Regions from separate parts of the Zea mays genome. Here regions 1, 2 and 4 are each linked to region 3. The links are chromatin contacts, called in public Hi-C maps. All regions are on one chromosome and are shown on one strand. Each heading gives the region's core, a stretch centred on a gene start, on an enhancer-like site or on the middle of the called end of the contact. The rest is flanking DNA. Distances are from core to core; before and after follow the strand shown.

Evidence for each region. A called contact is a pair of places that touch in the nucleus more often than the background predicts.
Region 1: a Hi-C map of leaf shows a contact between it and region 3, with 6 times the contacts expected there. The contact joins the promoter of LOC100286156 here to the promoter of LOC103642486 in region 3. A contact is called at or near these places in 2 of 25 Hi-C or Micro-C datasets (ear and leaf).
Region 2: a Hi-C map of endosperm shows a contact between it and region 3, with 3 times the contacts expected there. The contact joins the promoter of LOC103642493 here to the promoter of LOC103642486 in region 3. A contact is called at or near these places in 3 of 25 Hi-C or Micro-C datasets (bundle sheath, endosperm and leaf).
Region 4: a contact with region 3 is called in a Hi-C map of leaf, with 10 times the contacts expected there. The contact joins the promoter of LOC100194012 here to the promoter of LOC103642486 in region 3. A contact is called at or near these places in 4 of 25 Hi-C or Micro-C datasets (ear, leaf, leaf mesophyll and 1 more).

The regions. Positions count from the first base shown.
Region 1 is chr1:195,298,770-195,305,592 of Zm-B73-REFERENCE-NAM-5.0, reverse strand. It overlaps LOC100286156, which reads right to left and starts at 3,570. Exons shown (of 2, transcript NM_001159044.2): 1 at 3,280-3,570; 2 at 1,043-3,199. The coding sequence starts at 3,083. The coding sequence ends at 1,134.
Region 2 is chr1:195,603,745-195,610,248 of Zm-B73-REFERENCE-NAM-5.0, reverse strand. LOC103642493 (oxysterol-binding protein-related protein 4C-like) reads left to right here and starts at 1,694. Exons shown (of 4, transcript NM_001329465.1): 1 at 1,694-1,879; 2 at 2,611-2,778; 3 at 2,888-3,640; 4 at 3,714-4,113. The coding sequence starts at 1,877. The coding sequence ends at 3,974.
Region 3 is chr1:195,433,818-195,440,309 of Zm-B73-REFERENCE-NAM-5.0, reverse strand. LOC103642486 (pentatricopeptide repeat-containing protein DOT4, chloroplastic) reads right to left here and starts at 2,491. Exons shown (of 1, transcript XM_008665751.3): 1 at 1-2,491. The coding sequence starts at 1,851.
Region 4 is chr1:195,676,377-195,682,819 of Zm-B73-REFERENCE-NAM-5.0, reverse strand. It overlaps LOC100194012, which reads right to left and starts at 3,196. Exons shown (of 9, transcript NM_001139075.1): 1 at 2,884-3,196; 2 at 1,300-1,413; 3 at 1,154-1,222; 4 at 1,026-1,045; 5 at 901-953; 6 at 792-822; 7 at 615-693; 8 at 290-423; 9 at 1-183. The coding sequence starts at 3,067. The coding sequence ends at 133.

The DNA of each region.
Region 1 (6,823 bases), core at 2,321-4,820, 140 kb after region 3:
TGGGAGTTTTTATCAATTGTGATCTTTTATTTTATTGGGGTGATATATATTATACTTAGTATCTGCTAATAAATTTTTGACTAACTTATTAAAATCAATGTTCAGTCTTAACATTATTTGTTGATCAGTTTTACACTACACATGAGCCCACACCGTAAGTAAGCTCATGCATATTATTTCCACACTTGTTGAGTGATGAATATATGTGAGCTCACTCTTGCAATAAACTCTCCTCTCCCACAGGTGAAGATCAGGTGCCACCAGAGGAGGACGAGTTCGACGACATCTAGGTGTCGTCTCCTAATCAGCTTGACGACACAAAGGAAATAATAATATTCGCTCGATTTATTTATTTTCATTTATTTTGTAAAATATTTTCGTTATGTAATAAAGTTTGTGACATTCGTCTCTATACACCGAGTCATTGTATGTGTTGATTTTCTTTGACGCATATATTAGCCGTATCCGGGTTTGTCTTTAAAACTGGGTGTGGCATCAATTCAGAATCACCTCATATTCTAGATTTTACAGATTCTTGTCATGCATGTTACAAGCTTTTCAACTAAACAAATTTTCAGTTCAGTTTTTTTTATATATATATTTGTCAGCTCACAGTCTACAACTAAACCAAACATACGCTCAAACCAAACTACAGCGCATGGTGTGCACTCGGCTATTCCTTCTTTTTAGCATGCAAGATTTTAGCTCATATGCAAATAGCTGATGCTCAATGATATTTACAAAGCTTGGGTGTGCCATAATCAGATCCTAGGCCTGTCTAGACCAGCGAAGACAACATTGAGGGACTACTCTGTGTAGTTGTCGTTTAGGACAGTATTGTCAAAATATACTTTTGACCAATATTTTTTGTTAAAAAACAAATAAACTTTTAATATATTTATACTTTTATAAAAGTACTTTTTAGACAAATCAGTATATATAAACATTAGATTTCAATACTAAATAATAAAACAGCTATTTGTAGTCAAAATTTTATAAGATCCAAAACAACAACTAGTAGTAGACCGAAGGGAGTAGGTCACAATATCAGTTTCTACCGTCCATGTACATCGTTCATTAATCAAAACACGAAAAGACACCCCCACTGCCTTTTCCATAAAAAAATTAATTGCTCAAGAAACAATAGCATGCTGATCATCCTCTGAAGCACAGTGCGCGTTTTTGTCTGCAGCCACCTCCTTCTTGAGCTTCTCCCAGACCTCCGGGCCCTTCTGATGTTTCAGGACCAGATACTTAAAAAACCGCTTCTCCGAACAGGCTAACAAGGTGGACAGTGCGAAGTTCGGAGGGACCAGCCCTCTTTCTCGCAGCCAGTCGTACATCAGGAACCTGGCTTTGGTTCTCTCTATGGTGAACGACAGGAACGCGGGGTACCCGACCAGAACGCTCAGAGGGTACGCCGTCTCGTTCACAAGGAACGATATCTTGGACTGGAGGACGTGTGTCTTCTGGTTCAGAACCTGCGGTGCCACCTTGATCATGTGCGACACGTCCTTGGGCTCGAACCCAGCGTTCACCAGGAAGTCGAACCGGTCCTGTAGCTCGTCGCCCTTGCCGCGGAAGGCCTTCAACGCCTTGTTCATGTCGTTGGAGCCTTCCGCGAACCCTACGTTCTTCAGGAACTTCACCTTCTCCTTCAGTGACTTCTCGGCGATTTCGTCGCAAGGCGGCAGGCGGCTGACCTTTAGCCCTAGTGTGTATTTCATTAGTTGGCGTGGCTCTTCCCTTATGATCTTCCACAGACGCTTCTTCCCCACGCTGAGGTATGTAAGGATGCTGTTTGCCTTCTTCACCCGAGCGGAACCGAGCATCGAGGCGTTCGCTACCACGAACTTCTTAATATCCTCCTCGCTCACATCGATGTCAGTTAAGAATAGCGTAACGCTCTGTATGTTCCTCGCAAAACTCCTCGCCTGTACGTCTGGGAAGTCCAGGAAAAGATTGAACAGGTCTCCTTTTCCGGACCCTGCTTTCAGCATAATGACAACTGCCCTAAACAGTGCATTTCCAGAGCCATCCAACAAGAAATCTGGGTGTTGCCTGATCAGTTTACCAATACCCTCGTTATCGAATCCCAATTCAGCAAGAAACTGAGGAACTTCAACCATCTTTCTCCAATTATACGACTTCTTTACGGATAAGAACTGACCAATCCAGTCTCTCTGAATGCCAATGTCATCTAGCCACTCTATGATCTTCAATTCGGCATGTGGGCCACATGTCAACACGGCAGGGCAACAGGCCATAAGCTTTATCACAGTGGACTTACTGAACCCTAGATCCTCAAGAGCTCTGAGCTTGGACGCAAGCACACCATCACCAAAACTGAAAGCCTCCGCAGCACCAATGTATATCTGCCCTATCTTATTGCGCATAACCCCATAATTGCAAAGAACACGGTAGTTCTCCAGCACCGTCTCGTCATCGGAAAGAAACATGAGATCCCGACGCAGAAAGGGTTGGTACTCACTCGGCTTGAGGCCCATGCTCTCGAAGAATGGCTCGAACTCATTGATCGGATAATACCTGAATAGACGCTCCAACGCCTTGGTGGCCCTCTCATCCCTTATCTCCTTTGTCTTCACCTTTGACCTGAACGCTGCCTCATCCCCCTCCACAGGGTCCTTGATAGCATCCTTCACCTGGTGCAGCAGATTGCTCACAAAGACAGGTGAGTGCTTGCTTATATGCTCCGCGTCGGGAAAGCTCAGCCCCCGTGTGACATGGAGGTACTCCATGAAAGTCTGCTGTGCGGTCCAGAACACCCGCATCTTCTTCATTCGATTGACCTCCTTATCCGCCATTACCGCCCCATCGTCATGATCCAAGGGTTTCTCATCCCTAACATGTGCAGGAGCAGGCGAGTAAGCCCGCAACTGATACCTGTGACCGATTGGAGTGTCCCCCCACCAATTCAAAACAGCCGATGATTCTTCACCATCCTGGGTATCAGTAGCACACCGGTGTGGTGCTCGGTACGGCTCACCGTGTTCCACAATGAGCTGAACCAGGGGAACCCGCCGGAGGCTGCGACCAGCCCTTAGTGCGCTGCGGAGGATCATGGGGAAACCAAGCTAGAAGCGCTGGCAGGACGGCAAGAAAAGCGCGCCAGCTTTGGGGTGCTACTCCACGGTCGCCATCGATGACGACTCCAGCTTCCGCACCCTCAGCGCCCAGTCTGCACGCGAAAATAAAAGTACGCCAAATAAGGCAAATGTTAAGATCGATATTCCCCGCGGCCGCAAGATGCCTTCATACCAGAAGGAGAGCGTGCCAAGTGAAGTAGCACGCTGCTGCTGCTGCTGCTGCTGAGGCGGCGGCGTCAAACGGTCGCCGGCGCAGGATCGTGCAGTGGCAGCCGGTGCCCGAGCTCCTTGGTGGAGAGGGGCGGGCAGATGAGGCGGCCGCGAAGAAGGCGCAGACCGCGCGAGGACGTGGGATGACGCAAGCTGCGGGGCGCGCGCGGTGCACGAGTACGAGACGGTGCGGTCGGCGGCGGAGAAGTTGAGTTGGGGCGGGGAACCTGGGGTTTGGGTGTGCTCCGGCGACGAGGAGTGGAAGTACCTGATGGGCCGTCGCGCGAGGATCAAAGGCTTCAAAGCCCAGAAAAGTGTTTATTTATATATCTCGTCTTTTGCATAATTAATTGCCTCATCAAATGGAGAAATGCAAAAAAAGAAATCTTACAGCCAATCGCAACGGTGAGATTTAAATTACGTCATTTCAATGTTCAGGATTTCTATTTTTTATTTGCAAATTGTGGTTGTAGCACAAATTTAGATGCTCATATTTTACGTATATCCGCACCTGCTAACGTATACCGTACCATTAGTAGCATAATATAATGACTAGATATGTGCCCGTGTGTTGCCACAGAAGTAAAAAATAGTATAAAACATATATACGAAACGACAAGCATGGCGTATGCGGAGGGAAGGCGGGGGCACGGCGGGTGGGAGCCGCATGGCGCATTGCGTAGGTTTTTGCGATGGGGCGCACGGTGTTGTAGAGTCATCGTGGTGGAGGAGGCCGCGGAGTCGTCGGCGCAAATGTCATGGAGCTACAATAGCAGTTTATGGAGGTTGCGGAGGTCGCGTGCGGAGATTGGCTATCCGACGCAGGTGGGCGAGGGTTTCGTGGAGTCGGAGCTCCGTGTGCGTGGAGTCGCGTGGATGTCGCGGAGGTGGGGGCACACGTGGAGAGGGGAAGTGGGGGCACAAAGATAGTCTACACTATTGACTTAATAGATAGTAGAGATTGAACAGATAAATCTTAAGAATAACAAATCACCTAGAAAACATTAATAAATAAAATGAACATAAAAATAATAAACATTTTCATATTTCAAGACATAGTTATCTTTTCTTTTGAAGGTCACCATTACACCAAAATAATAAACATAGTGTTCAGCTACAATAATAAACATACTGTTCAAATTTACAAATACGTATCTAAACACTATATTGCTAATTTTTGGCACCCAAAAGGTTTCAAAAAAACTGAAAGGTTATAAGCACTATATTGGTCACCTTTACCTTCATATAAATTTTACTTTCATACAAAGTCAGATAAAAAAATATTTTTTAAAAATAAAATGCTACGTAAGGGAGTGAATAAATAGCCCTCGACTTATTCATTAGCATATGAACAATAACCTTTTTTCATTTGGCCTCATACGGAGGTAGATTTATTGTGAAACTAAGGCCCCGTTTCAATCTCACGGGATAAAGTTTAGCTTCCTGCTAAACTTTAGCTATATGAATTGAAGTGCTAAAGTTTAGCTTCAATTACCACCATTAGCTCTCCTGTTTAGATTACAAATGGCTAAAGGTAGCTAAAAAATAGTTGCTAAAGTTTATCTCGCGAGATTGAAACAGGGCCTAAACCTTTTCGTTTGACCTTGATATGGAGATAGATTCGAAAATTATACTCTTGAAAGGGAAATGTGCCCTTGTGCCATTTCTAAGGATTTTGGTGATTAAGTGTCCAACACAAATGCCTTAAGTATTAATAAGTGTCAAATAGTGGATGAAGTGAAAATCAACACAAAGTTATGATTCTAGACTTAGTACATTGGTTTTTGTGTACTAACATATTTGTCTAAGTGCTAGAATAAGAGAAAACACAAAAGGAAAAAAGACTTGACTGGAGCTGCCAAGACTCTGCGCAGTCTGGATGCACCGGACAGTGTCCGGTGCGCCAGGCTGGCGTCTGGTCAACTGGCCGCTCTCGGGAATTCGTCGGCGGTGTACGGCTAAAATTCACCGGACTGTCCGGTGAGCCAACGGTCGGCCACGCCAACGGTCGGCCGCGCAATCCGCGCGTGACGCGTGGCCGAGCCAACGGTCTGATGGGGGCACCGGACTGTCCGGTGCGCCAACGACTCTAAATCTTCAACGGTCGGCTGCGCCAATTTAGGAAAGCAATCTGCACCGGACACTGAACAGTGTCTGTCCGGTGGCACACCAGACTGTCCGGTGCGCCACCCGACAGAAGGCAAGAATTGCCTTCCTGGATTGCTCTCAACGGCTCCTAGCTGCCTTGGGGCTATAAAAGGGACCCCTAGGCGCATGAAGGAGAACACCAAGCATACTCTGAACATTCTAAGACTCCCGCACTCCATCCTCGCACACTCGATTGACATTCTTAGTGATTTGAGCTCCGTTCTAGTGGTGAACTTGTTGTGTTTCATTTGAGCTCAAGTCTTGGCTTGTGTGTGTGCATATTGCTGGGATTTGTGTGTGTTGCTTCCCTCCTTTACTCTAGTGCTTTCACTTTGATATTTGTTATAAGGGCGAGAGACTCCAACTTGTGGAGATTCCTCGCAAACAGGAAAGGTGATAAGAAAAAGGAACACCGTGGTATTCAAGTTGATCATTGGATCACTTGAGAGGGGTTGAGTGCAACCCTCGTCCATTGGGACACCATAACGTGGAGCAGGCAAGTTTTGTACTTGGTCGAATCACGGGATAAACCAGTGTGTCTACTATGTTATTTCTCTGTGGTTTCTGTGTTTCACAAGTACTCCTCTCCATCCACTTGATCCTATTGCACTAACACTTAACCAAGTTTTTGTGGCAATAAATTTTAAGTTTTACAGGATCACCTATTCACCCCCCTCTAGGTGCTCTCAATTGGTATCAGAGCCGTTCTCTTCACGAAAGGGACTAATCGACCGAAGGGATGGATCCTAAGGCAAAGGGGATGGTGATCAACGATAAGGAGAAGGAGTCCTTCATCAATGAACCAAAAGACGACAAGCCCACTGACTCGGGCTCAAGTCACAAGAAGAAGGATGGGAAGAAGAAGAGGCGCATCAAGAAGATAGTCTACTACGACAGCGACAAGTCCTCTTCTTCCCAAAGAGACGACGACGACGAGAAAAAGAAAACGGTCAACTCAAACTTTTCTTTTGATTATTCTCGTATTCCGCAAAATTCCAATGCTCATTTGCTTTCCATTCCTCTTGGTAAACCTCCACACTTTGATGGAGAGGACTACGGATTTTGGAGTCACAAAATGCGTAGCCACTTGTTCTCTCTTCATCCAAGTATATGGGAGATAGTAGAAAATGGAATGCAATTTGATAGTACGGATAATCCCATGTTTATCAATGAACAAATTCACAAAAATGCACAAGCTACCACTGTTCTTTTAGCATCCTTGTGCAGAGAAGAGTATCATAAGGTGGGCGGCTTGGATAATGCCAAACAAATTTGGGACACCCTCAAAATCTCACATGAGGAGAACGACGCCACCATGATCACCAAGATGGAATTGGTGGAAGGCGAACTAGGAAGGT
Region 2 (6,504 bases), core at 445-2,944, 170 kb before region 3:
TTATACTTCATCAACATTTTAATAAAAGACTATTTTAAACTGGTATATCTATCTATTATAAATGATTTAGTGAGATTAGATCGCTCTATCAGTTCAGTCACCCCTAAAAAAAATTCGTGCATCCGTGCCTCCCGGTTGGAAGTGTCAATAGAATCAACAAACAATCAATTGTTATCAGCTTCATACTCTACTCGCCGTTAGGAATCCAATGAAATCACTTCCCATTGGGAAAACCGTGAAGCAGCAGAAATCGAATTCTACTGGGAAGACGCGGCCCTGCCGGCGAGCATGCGTGCAGGAGTCCAAGCATATCTGGGGCCGCCGCCCGCCGGTGGAGTGGCGCGCTTTCGGGCTGGAGACGACGACACGGTTTCACAAGGCCTCGGCCTGCCCTGACGCCCGAATTTTTTGCATTTTAGTCCTTCATCGAAAAAAAATTCACGTTTAGACCCTAAAAAATTTTAATGTTATTTTTGGACCCTTTACTCGGCGCCGTAGCCTGTGGCGCCGAGGTAATACAGCTCGGCGCCATAGGCTATGGCGCCGAGGTACGTGCTGCGTTGGCACAAACGGACGTCGTGGCGCCGACGTGGTACCGAGCTCGGCGCCATAGATCTTTGCGCCAAGCTCCATTCTGTATAGAAAACTTGTCTAGCTCGGTTGGTAAATCATAAGGCTCTTAACCTTGTGGTTGTGGGTTCGAGCCTCATAGTGGGCGTTTTAATATTTTTTGTCTTTGTCATTTATTTCTTTTTTTTGTTGTTCATATTTTTGGTTTATGTCGCTAATTTGTCCGTCCTGATTTATTTCTCATCCAGTTTTATTTTTGTGACTGGATTGTTTATTCGTCTAGATTTTTATTTAGTGCAGAAGAAAAAAAGATGAATATGTGTGCTTCTTTTTACTGGAAATATGTTGTTATGTATTTAAAATTTATGTTCAAAAGAACTAAATGAAAATATAATATTTTTATTTGATCACGATTGAAGTAAGAGTGTTCTCATTTGATTTTTATTGTGGTTAGCTGAGCAAACAAGGGGAGAAGTTGATGGCTTGTGAGCACTGTGGCACACAGCTGCTGTGCTCGCGGGATAAAAAAATCTGGACGAATAAACAAATCAGTCACAAAAATAAAACTGGATGAGAAATAAATCAGGACGGACAAATTAGCGACATAAACCAAAAATATGAACAACAAAAAAAGAAATAAATGACAAAGACAAAAAGTATTAAAAACACGCACCGTGAGGCTCGAACCCATGACCACAAGGTTAAAAGCCTTGTATTTTACCAACTGAGCTAGATAAGTTTTCTGTATAAAACGGAGCTCGGCGCCAAGATCTATGGCGCCAAGCTCGGCACCACGTCGGCGCCACGACGTCCGTTTGTGCCAACGCAGCACGTACCTCGGCGCCATAGCCTATGGCGCTGAGCTGTGTTACCTCGGCGCCACAGGCTACGGCGCCGAGTAAAGGGTTAAAAAATAACATTAAAATTTTCTAGGGTCCAAACGTGAATTTTTTTCCGATGAAGGATCAAAATGCAAAAAATTCGGCCCTGACGCCCACACGGGAGCGGAGGAGGTGACGTCGTCGCGCCGCTGGCAGGCACTGGCAGGCAGGCCGGGTTGGCGCATGCGTGTGCCGTGGGCGTGGCGGCTATAAATAGATTGACGACGCGCTAGCTTAGCCTCGGGCCAACACCACCAAACACCAACAGCAACACCAACAACGGCGGAGCTGCCAAAGAAAGCAAACCAGAGGAGAGAAGAGAGGAGGGGTTGGCTGGCTGGCCCTGGCCGTCGTCCGCCGGTAGCTCGTGGTCGCTCGCTCGCTCCATCATTCCTCCCTCTCCGCCGGCGTGCCCGCCCGCCCACATGGTACGTACGCGCGTTCCCCCGCCCGCCTGCTTGCCTTGCCTTGCCTTGTCGTCCGCACTGCCGGCCACCGTGACCCGCGGCGGTCCATGCGCCGTCGTTGGTCGGAGTAAATGAGATTCCCGGACGTCACCTTGCGACTCGCGTGTGGCCTCGGGATCGCTAGCTTCGCTTCGCTTTTAACATTTCTTAGGAGAAAAGGAAAGAGGTTCCGTTTACACAAGAACCGGCGTATGCGTGTGCGTGTGCTCCGTTGGCTCTCGGCGGCGGCACCTTTCCGTCGCCGTCGCCATGGCCACACGCTCCACAGACAAAGTACTGCATACGTATGGTCCGCGTATACACACTCTCGGAAAAGGAGGCTACCTACCTACCACCCGTATACTTGTACTTGTACATACACGTTGCAGCACACACAAAAGGAGTTTCCAACATTTCTTATCTGGGGCAGGCGGGCGGTCCCCGTCCCCGTCGCGTAGCCGTTTCCCCTCCGCCTTTCGTCGGTCGTCGCCCGGCCTCGGGAGGTCCGAGATTTGTTTCTTCGTTCATTAATTATAGTAGAGGGAAAACCTTTGGCGCGCACGCACGCGCTGCCAAATCTGACGCCCGCCTCCACTTGGCCAGTGCCAGCGTCTCGATCGGCGGAGCGCCTGCATTCCAATCTCGTTCGGAAAAACAAAATAACAAACGCTGTTGACTGTCGTATCTGATCCTGATCACCTGATGTGACGCAGACGGAGTCAGAGGGCGAGGCGGAGGCGGCGCGCGCGGCCGTGCTGACGCCGCCGCTGTCGCTGGGGGCCGGCGGGCTCGCGGGGGAGCTCCGCCCGGCCAACCTCGGCCAGCGGGTGCTCAGCCTGTTCCGCAACGTCCGCCCGGGCTCCGACCTCTCCCACTTCCAGGTACCTGCGTTGCGTTGCGTTGCGTGCGTGCGAGCGCCACTGCCCACTGCCCACCACCAGCTTACGCTGACTCTTGTGTGGCTCAACTCAACCATCTGGAACGACACAGCTGCCGGCGACGTTCAACCTGCCCAAGTCGCAGCTGCAGCTGTACGGCGAGGCCGTGTACTGCGGCGGCGAGGACATGCTGGCGCGGTGCGCGCGCGGCGCCGACAGCCTGCAGCGCATGTGCGCCGTGGTGGCGTGGAGCATCTCCACCACGCGGCCCCCCATCTTCGGCTTCGCGCCCTACAACCCGGTGCTCGGGGAGACGCACCACGTCTCCACGTCCGCCGGCCTCAACGTGCTCCTGGAGCAGGTCTCGCACCGGCCGCCCGTGACGGCGCTGCACGCGACGCACGCGCGTGGGGAGGTGGAGCTGGTGTGGTGCCAGAGCCCCGCGCCGCGGTTCCACGGCGCCAGCGTGGAGGCCGCGGTGCGGGGCGCGCGGGAGCTGCGGCTGCCGCGCCACGCCGAGACGTACGCCGTCGGGTGCCCGGGCCTCGTGATCCGCCTGCTGCCGTCGCCGGGCTGCGAGTGGGCCGGCGACGTCCGCGTCTCCTGCGCCGAGTCCGGGCTCGAGGCCACGCTCAGCTACCGCCGCAGCCGCCGCTCCTTCCTCGGCCTCGGCGGCGGCGACGCGCGCTGCGTCAGGGGCAGGGTCTTCCGCTCCGCCGCGCCCGACGACACGCTGTGCGAGGTGGACGGGTTCTGGGACCGCCAGGTCTCGCTCAGGGACGTCGCCACCGGCGAGGTCTCCGTGCTCTACGACGCACGGCAAACCATCGCTGACCTGGCCACGCCCGTCGTGCAAGACAGAAAGGTAGGAGACGACAGGACACCAGTAAGTTATTGATGGTGAACAAACGGTGCATGCTGATCGTGCTACATCACAGGGCGTGTCCGCCTCGGAGTCCGCCGTGGTCTGGGCCGAGGTCAGCGCCGCGATCCTGAACAAGGACTGGGAGGCGGCCAGGCAGGCGAAGCGGCGGGTGGAGGAGACGGCGAGGCGGCTCGCCAAGGAGAGGAACGAGCGGGGGGAGGTGTGGACTCCCAGCCACTTCTCGCTGTGGCAGAACAAGCACGGCGACTGGGAGTGCTGGCCGCTGGAGGACTCCGTGCCGCCGGCTCCTATTGTCGTCCCCTCTCCTTTGTGACTCCAAGTCCACTAGCAGCAGATCTTTGTTCACTGATAACATACGACGAACGAACGTGAACGTCGAATACATCTTTCTTCTAGCTTCGTCGCCTTGAGAATGCTGTTATGCATGCATAGTAAGAAAAAAAATTAGTGCAGCCCTGCTCAAACAGTCTGGTTTGCAGCTCCTCACAAAAAATAAAAATAGACCTCACACGCAGCAGCAGTAATAACACAACTAAAACGTTATCTGGTGGACCTATAGATGGGGTCTATCTTTCTTTTTTAAGAGGCTGCAAACAGTATGGTTTGCAGTAGGGCTGCACCAAATTTTTTTCGCATAGTTAGCCACGGTTTCTAATGACAGATCGGCGGCAAATGAGCACTCAGTGAAGGAAACAAAGTGGGCTCTCAGACCAAGAGAAACAAAAACAATACTGTATGAATCCACGGTCCACACTAAAAAGCGACGAAACAACGCACAACATTTTCTTTTCATGGAACAAACGTTGGACAGCAAGAATCATATAAACGAGGGCAAATCTGCAAGGGCAAAATTATCATTTCATCTCATATTTAACGCCAGTCTTTGATCTGAAACCATAGAGGTAGAATCACAAAACTAATTAGGCAACGTCAGCCTTCGATCCGAAATCATAGTCTTAGCAAAAAATTGTCTGTCTTCATTTTGTGGGAAGTTGGGTGTTCCTAAGACCGATAAAGAACTTTAGTTTTAAATGATAACTAGTTAAATGAACGTAACTTGAGGGTAATCTGCAACATCTGCGAAACCAAAGCAGGATATTCGTTGGCCGCTATGAATTTCCACCGGCAATGGTGTGCGGCCATGTGGAAGGAGAAGGATATGGCCACCAAGAGGGCCGCCGCAAAGCTCGTTGCACACCCTAACGATGTTTTTTTTGACAACGGGGCATAACCCCATATTTCATTAGAAAATAGGCAAGAAAGGTTTATTACAAGACCCACAGGCAAAGGTAGCAAAAGTCAACCAACAAGCGGTCACACATAAAGGCTACGCTAGGCGTCCTAAACAATAACGAGCACACTCGATAGAGAAAGAACCAACCTAACGCACAACAACAGCACAACGTTGTGTCCAGATAGCACTTATTACAAAACAACACTCCCGAGGAGGCAAAGGAACCCATCCGGAAGAACAACAGAGAAAAGAGACATCCGGCTAAAGAATAATCCACGACCAAGGACCACAACAAGCAGGCGACAGGGGCCTAACTCCTAGAAATTCGACGATCCACTCGTCTCTAGGCGAAAGCACGACACAAAACATCACTTAACGTCCTTCTGATAAACCTGCTTCCTTGTTACACCATCCTTTTTCCTTCTTTTCTGCCGGATAGCCCAGGAGTCCAACCAAAAGCAACACATGAATAACACATTAGACAGATCATACAAAGTTTTATCATCAAAACAGCAATCGTTCCTAGCCCTCCAAATAGCCCACAAGACAACCCCACAACCAAAGAGGGGCACATTGGCATTTATTTTGAAATTGCGCATCCAATCACCAAAGAGATCATCAATATTACTGAGGATAAAAGAAATGCCCAAGAAAACTTGAATCACCCTCCACACATATCTAGCCACAGGACATTTAAAGAAAAGGTGATCAACAGATTCAACAATGCCATGAAACACACAGTCAATTGGACCATGGCAGTATCTCTTTCTTAAATTGTCCTTCATGGGAATCTTATTTCTCAGCACCAACCAAAGAAAAACTTTTTTTTTTGGATAACTTCATTTTCCATATGAAAAAAATAAGGCACGCATACATGATCATATTTTTTCTTCATGTAAAAGGAGTTCACCGATTATCCCTTTTTACATAAGGATCAGTTCACTTTGTCTTCATGATCATTAACTTGAAAACGATTACAACGAGCAACCAAATTGTCAAACATCAGAGATAGGTCTCCAATAATCCTCCTTCTGGAAGAAAGTGCTTGGAAATCAGAAGTCAACACTTTCTCAACTGAAATATTTTGTCAGCACTTTCTCAACTGAAATGTTTTTATCACGAGCTAAATCAAACAACCTAGGGAATTTAACTGTGAAAGTAGCATCCCCACACCAAATGATCTTCCAGAAGCTAATCGTTTTGGCATTACCCATAATTTTTCTACAATACTTGTAGAAGTTATATCTCATGCCCAGGCCATGGTTTGTGATGATAGATCAACTACAAGTGAGCACTCAGTGAAGGAAACAAAGTGGGCTCTAAGAGACTGAAACCAAGAGAAAAAGAAAAAGGAAAACAATATGAATCCACAGTCCACACAAAAATGCGACGAAACAGCGCACAACATTTTTTATGCAACAACCGTTGGACAACAAGAATAATAAAAACGAGGGAAAATCTGCAAGGCCAAAATTGTCAATTCATCTCATAATTAACACAGATAAGACTCAGGTCATGTACAATCCAATTAAATGAAGGGTCTCTAGGGGGCTATGTGAAAAAATATCAATAGGCATACTTTTCACGAAGAGCCCTTCTCTGCATGACT
Region 3 (6,492 bases), core at 1,242-3,741:
AGGTCTGATACCATCTAGTACCATCTCTTGAAGTAACCCAGCCACTTTGTCAAACAGTCCTGCCCTCATATAACTCGTGATCATTGCTGTCCAGGACACCACATTTTTTTGACCCATGCTTCTGAATATCTGATTAGTGCTCTGCCAATCTGAGCAATTTGAGTACATATCAAGAAGAGCATTTGCAAGAGATGTTTCCCCAATCAATCCAGTTTTAACCGAGTAACCATGAACCACCCTTCCTGCAAACCAATAGCGTGACTGTGCACAAGCTGGCAAAACACTTAGCAACGTAACTGAGTCCAGCTCCTGTCCTTGTGTCCACATTCTTATGAACAACTCAATAGCTTCACTGTTTAGTCCATTGGAAGAGCATCCACTAATCACAGAATTCCAAGAAATGGTATCTTGACGAGGCATTCTATTGAACACCAAGACTGCATCGCCAATCATGTTGGACTTTGCATAGAATGATATCAGTGCATTGCAAACTGCACACTGTGCCCCGAAACCCAATTTTACTATATATCCATGAGCCACCAAGCCATCCCTGGCACAAGACAAACAAGTGATGCACTTCAGAAGGCAAGAAATGGCATGTTCATCCGGGGCAATTCCAAGCTCATGCATTTGCACAAAAAGCGAGAGACTTTCTTCAAATTCACCAACCTTTGCGTACCCACCCATTATCAGATTCCATACGTGCACATTACCTTTCGATGACATCGCATCAAACACCCTTCTTGCAGAGGCCATGTCCCCACATTTCACATACATGAATACCAGTTTGGATCCAAGAGCAGCATCATCTATCCCACTTTGTACAGAATCAAGGCCCCAAAGCAATCCGGATTTCACGGAGTATCCATGCACCGCTTTTCCAATAAGGCCATAACCTAATCCCGCACAAGCAGGCAGAACACTGAGCACTGTCACTGAACTGATCTCCGTACCTTGAGACCACATTTTGCTGAAAAGATCAACAGCTGTACCATGCCATCCGTTTGAAAAGCATCCACCAATCATAGAATTCCAAGAGATGGCATCCCGGGGATGCATACTGTCAAATACCCGTGCCGCATCCTCCATCCGTCCACACCTCGAGTACACGGCAATCAGAGCATTTGCAACCGCGCATGCTTGACCGAGACCCAACTTCTCAAGTAATCCATGAATCACCTCGCCTTCCGTAAGGCTGCCCAAACTGGAAACGCACTTGAGGACACAGGAAACAGCATGTGCATCCGGACTGACCCCGCAGCACTGCATCTGCCTAAACAGGGAGACAGCTTCCTGGAAATCACCCGCCTTGGCGTACGCGCTCATCAGCGAAGTCCAGACACGGACATCAGCAGCTTGAGGAGGCATTCCATCGAACACCGTCCTTGCCTCGCCCAGGTCGCCGCATTTCAGGTACGCCAGCACTAACCTCTTCCCAAGGACGCTCCCTTTTCCACCCGTTGCAGCGGCACTGGACGCGCGAATTAAGGCATGCGCTCTCTTGGCAGCCTCCAACGACCGCTCCTCCCCGCAGAGCTGAACGACCATGCAGTAGCTCCGCACGTCGACGCCGCCGTCAGAGCCCAGCAGCCTCAGAGCGCCCGCGAGGTCACCCGCCTGACAGAGGCGCTGGATTCGCAGGTTCACGTCGGAACTCAGGGCCCGACTTGGCGGATTCTTGGTGCTCCATGAGCTTGGAGCAGCGGTGGGCGCCTCCAGGACTCGGCCAGCCGGTGCCGCCAGCACGCTACACCGAAAGGTTATTCGCGGACTAGTGGCAGCCTTGGGAGGCGGCCATGGTGGTGGGGCGCGGTGGTGAGTGGAAACGGAGTAGAGCGGAGGCGTCGCCATGGTTACGGTGGCTGGAAGGAGCAGAGTTCGAACTCTCCTGCAGGCGAGACGACCGGCGCGCTGACAGGCGGAGGGGCAGGCGGGCGAGAAGCCGAGAGCGCGGGAATGGGACGGTTCGGAAGAGAGAAAGGGGGAAAGCAGAGATAACAGGAGGGGATAAGATCATAAGATAGACCCTGGCAAGTGGGGCCTGGGGAACCTAGACTCTAGAAGGTGTCTGTGTGGAGGAGTGCGGCGGTGACAGCCGTGGACTGGTGGTGGAGGCAACCGCGATGGGCTCCGCCGCCGGAGTTAGAGAAGGAGCAGTATGAGATTGCGGCGGCGTTGATGGCAAGAACTGGGCCACCGGCCCACCACGCCAGCCTAGGCCATCTCCATCGCTGCACACTAGCACATAGGGATGCCATTATGGCAAAATTCTCCATGGGACGGGCCGCACGGGAATCAGACCCGTTCTGGGCAGGTACCCTATGGTCCGCAAGGTCTTGTTAAAAACCAGATAAAAAATCTAGTGATTATTTATTTACGTATTTTGTGATTCGTTTGAAATTATTACTAAGTTAAAATAATTGTGACTTATCAGCTATGCTTTGTGTTGTTATTTATATCTACTTTTGTATTGTTGTCTGTAATAATAGATATGTTGTAATTATTATCAAGTAGTGAATATTTGTTTTTTTGGTAAAAATATTCCCCTCGGTGTCCCAAATAAGGACCGGGCACGAGGGCGAGGATATGGATCAATTTTTCTGAACGATTACAAGGAGAGGATATGGTGATCCATGGTAACGTAGTTCTCAACGCGTTATCAGCACGCTCTATCTTGACGTTGCTATAGATTCAATCTATACCGAATCTCCATCAAGTCGGCAGGTATCCCGGCCTTGCCAAACTATCCTACGCGATAGCCTTCGATTTCCTTTCTATGCGGTCACACGGTATGTCTTTCTAAGTAGATTGGATGTACCTTTTATGGGCGATCATCCGGTCGAACAAGTACACGGCGCCTGGACACGTCTTCAACCAGGCGCAGCAGGGGAGTTGGTCCGGCTGTTCCCGCGAAAGGACTCGGTGTTCTATCCCTGTCGCTGTACCTCTATGGCTCCACCCTGCATCCGACCACGGACGTGTGGCCTGTGGGGCATGGTCACCCGGTACGGTACTACAACGCGTACCTGTGGGGCTCGGATGAGAGGCTGCCGTTGGCGTTGTGCTATTCGGCGGCGCGCTCCAGCAGAGCAAGCACAGAGAAGAGGGCCCTACTAGTGGCGGCCTTGGCTTGCCCGACTGGCAGGCGCCGGCGCTTTCTGAGAGCACCTAGAGGGGAGTGAATAGGTGATCCTGTAAAATTCAACACTAATAGCCACAAAACTTAGTTATGAAAATTAGAACGGCTAAGTAGCTTGAAGCGAGTTCTTGTGAACACAGATAATCAAAGAGAAAGCACACAAGAGACACGCGATTTTTATCCTGTGGTTCAGCCAAGTAATACTTGACTACTTCGACGTGGCGTCCCAATGGACGAGGGTTGCAGTCAAGCCCTTTCAAGTGATCTGATGATCAACTTGAATACCACAATTTTTCCTTTCTTAGTCTTTCTCCCATTTCGAGGAATCTCCACAATTTGGAGCCTCTCGCCCTTACAATGATGATCACAAAATAAGCACAAAAGTAAGGGAGGGGAGAGCAACACACACAAGACTCAAATCCACAGCACAATCACGCACACAAGTCACAACTCGAGCTCAAAACATAACGCACGGAGTTCACAACTCAAATGGAGCTCAAGTCACTATCACAAAGAATCGAATGCGTGAAGTTGGAGTCTTGGAGTCTTAGAATGTTTCTTATAAGCTTGGGTAACTCCTCTGTGCGTCTAGGGGTCCCTTTTATAGCCCCAAGGCAGCTAGGAGCCGTTGAAGATCAACAAGGAAGGCTATCCTTGTCTTCTGTCGAGTGGCGCACTGGACAGTCCGGTGCGCCACCGGACAGTCACTGTAGACGGTCCGGTGCCGATCTCCTTCCTTTTCTGGCGCAGACGACCGTTGCACCTCCGGGCTAGTTGGCGCACCGGACACTGTCCGGTGCCCCCTGCCGATCGTTGGTGCGGGCCACGCGTCGCCCGCGGATTGCGCGGCCGACCGTTGCCCTGGCGATCGTTGGCTCACCGGACAGTCCGGTGAATTATAGCCGTAAGCCGCCAAACTTTTCCCGAGAGCGACCTGTTCACCGGAAACCAGCCTGGCGCACCGGACACTGTCCGGTGCACCACCGGACAGTCCGGTGTGCCAGGCAGAGCTGGACTTCGGCTGCACCCAGCCAAGTCTTTTGCAATTCTTTTTTTTTTCTTATTTCTAGCACTTAGACAAAATATGCTAATACTCAAAACAATGTACTAAGTCTAGAAACATACCTCATGTCTTGATTTGCACTTTTCTCTTCACATAAGAACTTAATTAAATGTGTTGGGCACTTAATCACCAAAACATAATAGAAATTGCCCAAGGGCACATTTCCCTTTCAATCTCCCCCTTTTTGGTGATTTATGCCAACACATCCAAAAGCAACCAAAAGAAGTGCAACATCAATGCAATTGAGAACAAAATTGTCTTTGCACAAGTTTTGACATATTTGGATCATTCTTTGCCACCACTTAGTTTGTTTTTTGCAAATCAAATTCATTTTCCTATCTCTAAGTCAAACACACTTGATTAGGCACAAAGGGAGATATTCCAATGGAAAAATTGATCAAGTACCAAAACTTCCCCTTTTTGCCAATCAAAAATTCTCCCCCACAAGAGGCCAAATTTTGCAATAAGAGTATTTTGGACAAATCAAAAATTCTAACTCTACTATTTTCAATAATTCTCACTATTTTCAAAATTCTCAAGTGGTAGCTGATCCATTTGCTTTGGCCTTAATTTCTCCCCCTTTGGCATTAAGCACCAAAACGGGATCATTATTGGCCCTTTAACCCCATTGCCTCACCAAAATTATCAATTAAGAGCAAAAAGACAATAAGAGCATAAGTACGAACTTGGAGGTGAGTACACTAATACCAGAGTACAGTGAAAGTCTTTGCATGGTCCAAGTTCACCTTTCCCTTTCAATTCACCTTTGAGGCTAGATCAAGTATACTCAAACACACGGGTTAGTCTCAAAGGGTCAAGTTGTAGCACATCTCCCCCTAAATATGTGCATCATACACACATGGACTTGTGAGGTCCGGGGATCTCTTGCACAACTTGAGCACCATAAATAAGCAGCAAATTTCATAAATGCGCAAAGTAACATGATCAAAGGCATAAAACACATGTATGCTATAAATCAATCCAAGTTACGCGAATCTAAGACATTTAGCTCACTCCGCAGCCTGCAAAAGGTTTTCTCATCTAATGGCTTGGTAAAGATATCGGCTAGCTGGTTCTCGGTATTAATATGGTACACCTCGATATCTCCCTTTTGCTGGTGGTCTCTCAGAAAGTGATGCCGGATGTCTATGTGTTTAGTGCGGCTGTGTTCAACAGGATTATCCGCCATGCAGATTGCACTCTCATTGTCACATAGGAGTGGGACTTTGCTCAGATTGTAGTCAAAGTCCCGGAGGGTTTGCCTCATCCAAAGTAGTTGCGCGCAACACTGTCCTGCGGCAACATACTCGGCCTCAGCGGTGGATAGGGCAACAGAGGTTTGTTTCTTTGAACTCCAAGACACCAGGGACCTTCCTAGGAATTGGCACGTCCCTGATGTACTCTTCCTATCAACCTTGCATCCAACATAGTCGGAGTTTGAGTATCCAATCAAGTCAAAGGTGTACCAGATCCCGAAGCAAGGCGTAGCAACTAAACATCTAAAAATCCGCTTAACGACCACAAGGTGACATTCCCTTGGGTCGGATTGATATCTAGCACACATTCATACGCTAAGCATAATATCCGGTCTACTAGCACATAAATAAAGCAATGACCCTATCATAGACCGGTATGCCTTTTGATCAACGGACTTACCTCCTTTGTTGAGGTCGACATGCCCGTCGGTTCCCATTGGTGTCTTCGCGGGCTTGGCGTCCTTCATCCCAAACCTCTTGAGTAGGTCTTGAGTGTACTTCGTTTGGGAGATGAAGGTGCTGTCTTTGAGTTGCTTCACTTGGAACCCAAGGAAGTAGTTCAACTCACCCATCATCAACATCTCAAACTTTTGAGTCATCACCCTGCTAAACTCCTCACACGACTTTTGGTTAGTAGAACCAAATATTATGTCATCGACATAAATTTGGCATACAAAAAGGTCACAATCACAAGTCTTAGTGAAAAGAGTGGGATCGGCTTTCCCAACCTTGAAAGAATTTGCAATTAAGAAATCTCTAAGGCATTCATACCATGCTCTTGGGGCTTGTTTGAGTCCATAGAGTGCCTTAGAGAGCTTAAACACATGGTCGGGGTACCTGTCATCCTCAAAGCCAGGGGGTTGTTCCACATACACCTCCTCCTTGATTAGCCCGTTGAGAAAAGTGCTCTTCACATCCATTTGAAACAACCTGAAAGAGTGGTGAGCGGCATAGGCTAATAATATTCGAATAGACTCTAGCCTAGCCACAGGAGCAAAAGTCTCCTTGAAATCCAAACCTGCGACATGGGCATA
Region 4 (6,443 bases), core at 1,947-4,446, 240 kb before region 3:
TTCTACAATTCACACGCTGGTTATTATCCAATAAAACAACAACGATCAATTCGAGGTACAACATCTGTTCTATTTCTCTACATTATTTGCTACACCGGTTACGCACGTCAGTTCAGAGGGTTATAGGAGAAATCAATTGGCAGCTTCTCCAGCTTTAGAATCCACACTTGCGCCACCGTTGCCCTGAGATGATGCATCCGATAGCAAAATACCGATGAGTTAAATGGTACGATGAAGAGTTTAAGGGGAAAAAAGTTCTGAACATTCTGAATAACTACTCAAGGCTAACCTTTACACAGACATAGATGTAGTGGACATCAGGTTTGGGGCCAAGAAGTGCAGCTAGTGATGTGCTATGGTCCTCTAGAGGCAATGGCTTTGTCAGTTCCCATTTGTTCTGATTCGAACTTTTCTCCCATCTTTCTGCAATAACCCAGTACACTTACAGTTGTAAGCACAAGCATTTTACCATGAAAAATGAAAACATAGCTACTCTGGAATACATTCATGAATCTAAACGTTACTTTGGATATGAGAAAAGGTCAATGTGATTGGAGCTCTGCAAATACCGGAAGGTGCAGTTGAATTGGCCTGATGGTGAGTAACTAACTAACCTATGACATGGAGCTTTACTGTCCATTTTTCCATGTCCTTCAAGAGACGCAAGCGGTAACTTGGATCCCCATAAGTGATCTAAGACATTATAGGAGTCAGAAATTTGTTAAAGACACCAGATGAGCACAAAATAACCACATCTTTTAAAGAATAAAGAATCAAATAGTTCAGGTTACCAGCATGTAGACACCATTTTCCTTGAGGATTCTGCATGCAGGACCGGTAAATAGAAGCTGTATCCAATCAAGCAATATATATCACGGTAAATATCATTGTATTATTTACCTGTTGACCTCCTCTAGCATTTTCGTTGCATTCTCTTGGGAATTTTGACCACACTGAAATACAAGAGATGCTGCTGAGTATCACACTGGGAGAATGTCAAAGCGTCCTGACAAAAGTACACTCACCATAAGAGAATCCAGTGTTCCTGCAAATAATAAAAAGGGGTTAGAAACTAATGACATGTTGGGCATCAGTTTACAGATGTTAGCAGTTGCATCCATAATGCTGTCAAGTACTGCAATGATAATTGTACCTTTGTCAATAACAGCATCAAAAGAACCAGACTCAAAATCTGACATGTTCTTTACATCCATCTTCATGTCTTGCCAATCAAGGGAAATACACGGTATCAGATTATGTGGGATATACTGCAGAGGTACTCAAGAACAAAGACCATACATTTAAGTTGAGGCTTATCGTGGTATTTCTTCTTCATTTGCTCAATTACCACAGAAGATATATCAATGTTGACAACATCTTGATAACCATCGTCAATCATGTTCTCACCAAAGACTGCAATAATCAAAAGAAGATAAACCACATAAGTAATTCCACTAGACTACATATTGTGGTTAAATAGCTCATTAAAATTAACAAACGAAAGCACGTCTATGCATGCTTGCGACTAATGACTATATGAATCCACAAGCAAAGCAAGAATTGATGAACAGTTCATGCGTTGCAGCTTCAAAAGGAGTGAGAACGACAATTCTTATTAGAATAAACTATATACCACCCAGAAAACACTAACTACAAACCCAGCCATCTCCATAGCTAAGAATGCAAAGTTGGTTTTATAAAAATACTGTGGTTTAAGATGAATAATTCTCCGGCGATATAAGTCATTTGATCCTATATTACTTGTACTTTCGACTTCATCTTGAACAACTATGAGGGGTGAACTAAGTCAATAAAACAATCAATAACCTCTAGCTGCATTCAGAAATTAAAGCTAAGTGTTAAAATAATACTAGTGCAGTTTTGCTTAGAATGAATTAGGATGAGTTTTTCATGAATGTGCACGTGCCATCTTTGTGCCATCTTTTATTACCGTTAGAACTCTGTTGTACGGTTGTACCTCTACAATGATACCACTTACCAAAGTTCACATTTCAGTTCCACGTGCATAAAAAAGATCCAATACATAGAACTAATTAATATTAGTATGGCCAACAAATGTATTATATTGAAAGCAAACCTCAAAATTTCATGCCATGTGGGTGAAAAAACTAGGTTCATGAAGTTTGAAAGATCTGAAGTACTACGGCAATAGCTGCACTCCCAGTTTGCTAAATTAACCAGACACCTAGTGACCAGACCTTGCCAGAATTCATAACAGTCATGGCACAGGGGCAGGATTGTACCAGGCTCAGAAATGCCAGTGTTGCCAGAATTCGTAAGAGTCATGGCACAGGGACAGGATGGTACCAGGCTCCCAGAAATGTCAGGGTTCTCACTGTATATTCCTTAGCAATGGCGCAGGGGACCCTTATCACACACACCAAATGCCAGCATCTCAGTGGTACCATTGTCCCCTCTTTCACTTTGGCATGTTTAAAAACAGACCACCGGTACAGAAGGTAAAGAATATACTTGTATACAGGACGTACGCGAGTGAGCTAGGACCGGCTCATTGTTTTCATTCGATCAATACATGATCAGGTGGTCAAATGCCCCCATCCAATCAGACCCTTCCAATAGAAATGGTCAGTACTGAATTATCCGAGAACGGGAAGAGTCTCTGGTTTGTACAGGACGGCTACATTGCGCACCCGAACCGCACATCCGTCTGACCGTCTCCGCACTCACCAGCGCTCAGCGACACACGCGGCAGCCGAGACCCGGACAACGAGGGGCAGAACAACGTATGAACGAGCGCCGCTGAGCACCCAGGTCCCAGGCCACGGTGCCCTCCATCCCCCTCCCCGTAAGAAGGAGAAACAATCTAACCCCGCTGGCCGGCCGAAAGAAAGAGCGACTCACCGGAGTTGCCGCAGCCAACGAGGAGGAGGCGTTGGTGCGGCGCGAGGTAGAGGCGGAGCAGCGGCGCCAGGGCCGGGTACTTCTGGTACCAGTCGAAGGGCCCGGCCTCCTTGCGGTAGCGCTCGTCCCAGTACCATGCCTCGCCGTACGCCTGCGACGCCGCGGCCGGGCCGCCACCAGTCATCTCGCCGCCGCAGCCGCCGCCGCCGTACTCGGATCTGGGCCGGCCTCCTCGCCCGGGAATGGCGCCCGCTGTTTCCGGAACCGGAGCCTAGAGGGTTCCTCCGTAATCCGCGACGCGACGCGACGGGATGTGGTGGGCCAGAGGTGCAGGAAGCAGTTTTAAAAAACTGGATGAGGAATCGTGGCCTGGGGCCCGCCGGCCCGGCCTGTTAGTGTTAGGCGAAAACCGACTAGTGTTGGGCCCTGGCTCGTTTTTATTTATTTATTTATTTATTTATTTATTTATTTATTTATTTTCTCTCCCGAAAGATTTGGGTAAATCATTTTCAAAGGTCTGTCCAAAATTAAACAGACAACGATCCCTTCAAAATCAAACAAACAATGATCCCTTCAGAAGAAGTATGAGGTATTTGATAAAATCAATCAAGAGAGCTTGATAATTGATTTCGGCGACGTGAACATAGAGCAGTGCTTACTCGCAAGTCGCAACTCGCAACTCATCGATCGGCCCGGCCTGCTACCAACCCGTTCGCATCCTTAATTTTAATGCACATCCGGTTTGCTAAAGCTTGAGTTGCACCTGCTGCTTGATAATGATAGCCACACCCACATTGCTGTGATGACGATCGAGCCAAAACGGCCGATTCAGTGGCCTAGCTAGCTAGAAACAAATTGAATATGCGAACCAGTCTCTGTCTGTGATTCGGTTTCCTTGCTTCTTTTGCTTCTACCAGTAGTGGTTAACTGGTTATTCTTACCGAGAGAGGGCAATTTTTGCAATGAATTTCGTCAAAAATCAGGTTGGGAGGTGAGATTCCCGACAGTCGGTCCGGATGATCGCCTTGACACATTCACTATAGAGGGAGACATTTTGGATGAGGACGAGGACGAGGAGTGTGTGAAGATGACAGTCAGAAAGCATACTACAGGCCGCCAGTCTCCTGGTAGCGAGGCTAGGCTGCGTGGTATAGCCAGCGTGCCAGTATGCCACACCTACGCCCCCATGCACTGCACGTGATGTGGCGTGGCAACAGTTCTCGTCCGTTGCGCGCGTTCGTTCGTGCTCGATTTCTTTTTAAATTGTTCTCTTCGTATTAACACAAACGAACTCCTAGGATTTGCCCGCAAATTCTCGGTTTATTTCCGTATGTGTGAACAAGGCTCGGACATCACGGAGGAAGGGAGCAAGAATATCAAGGTCGGAGCGGCGCGCGGTGCTCTATAGCACGTCCATCTTTCCATGTAATATTATCGGATAAGAATTTTAGTTTGCAAAAATGATACTTCACCGGGTCTTGTTTGTTGCGTTCATTCCATAGATTTATTAAAATCGGCACATCAATGTTTCTGTCCATTTGGCTCTGTCGTAATGATATGGTTTTTAATCATATACTCATACCGTCAATTCTGTAGGTTATTTTCTGGAGAAACACATTATTTTCGATTTTGAAAACTATTGCAGAGAAAGAAAAATCACACAAAAAATCCTTAATGCACGTCAATCCTTAGAGGTGGTGGCTATGGAGATTTTCACGAATCATCAATGACGATCCTATGCTAGAATTGAAGCTGTTTAAATTATTTATGGTTCCAAACAATTGAATGTTTTATCCTTTCTTAGTTGTTTATGAACTTATAAGTCATTATTCATAAGGTTGTATGTATGGAAGTGCAAAAGTCTGAAACTTGTTTCTATTATCTAAAATTTAAATCGGCAGATTAATCTATGGAGAGTATGAGTGAGGTTAGAGACTCTGAACAACGCCAGTTGTGTGTTTCATTACGCATATGGTCATACTTCAAAGTCGGTTAAAAATGTAGGTAATTTTATGTTCAATTTAATACAGAAATATGATAGCATAGTTGATTAGTTGGGACCTAGGACGACATGTTTGCGTGCAAGCTCCACCTTAGACATGTTTGTGAAAATGGTAATGCAAGTGACATAAGGCTGTCTTTCAGAGGATAGTGTAAAACAAGGGATATGATATCCTAGATGACACTATTTGACATCATTTACGGTGTGAAGTTTGAAATAGAGGATTTGCTAGAGATACTCCTAATAGGTGCCAAATTAGTGCTGGAAATTATGCTGAACCCATCATGCTTCGGTCCAAATAGACTTGGACCGAGAAAACCCAAAAACTTTCGGGTTATGTCGTACCAAACCAAAAAATAGTCTAATCTAGTCCTAAAGCATGTCATACCATGTCAGACCAACCCTAGACCATATATTTATGAAGTCTAAATATTACAACCACATAAAATCCATAACTTACTAGAATTAAAGAAATTAAATACCACATGCTTTTTCTTTTTCGTGGAAGGTGTATTGATTCATCCGAAGTGAGTGATCTCTATATTTTATATTTGGTTATTGCATCTAGTGGCATTTGCCATTATACTAAGATGCATGATTTTTTTAAATCTCGGTGGTTTGCCATCACCTAGATGTATGGCTTTAAAATAGTGTTAGATCGTTGAGTGTATTTGGTGTTTGTTATGGGCTCTACTTATCGATTATGAGTGGGGTCTTGACTTGTTGAATAGAGTAGTTTGTGCTTATTATAGGCTCGATAAGTGATACTTTCTCTGTTTTTTTATTTATCATATTTTAGTTAAAAACAACAAACGATAAATATTCGAGAATAGAGGAAATATTTATTATGATGAGGACGTAGATCCCCACTTGTGCGGTGTCTCCTATCTCTTGTTCATTGTTCTCGGCCGTGCGTGCGCGGTGGCCGGGAGTACGCCGCTCCTCCGCTGAACAAAAAGCCTCGTGTCGATCGCCGGCGCCGCATAATTCACCAAACTGGTCAAACAAACGCAGGACCAGGAGCAGTGGAGTAATTAACTAATTATCCTATGCCAACCGTTTCTTCCCTACCGTCCCGATAAATAATGACTACCTTGGCGGCACACTGATGCATTAGAGGACGGCTGCTAGCTGGTCTTCCAAATAGATAAAAAAAGCATTCTCTCCCTCGGCCTACACAGTTTCAACCTAGCTTAATTAGCCTGTATCCTTATCTATCATATTTTCTATATCTAATTTTATTTTATGTGACCATATACACGATCTATTAGAGACAGTCTTATAACGTTAAAATGATTTATTGTGTTAGACGGTCCACAAGCATCTCATCTTATTACATCGTCTATTTCAACTCTGCTACGCCGGGCTGTGTCGTGGTCTCTCCTTCACGGATAACTAGCTCAGTGCCCGTGCGTTGCAACGGGATCATATAATAGCTCGATAACTTATATATACAAATGTGTGTTATACTGTTATGAGATGGAGGACGACATCCACGAGCCGTCGGGATGACGTTGAAGAGAAACTCGGGCCTGTGACGCACGAGCACTCACCTAGT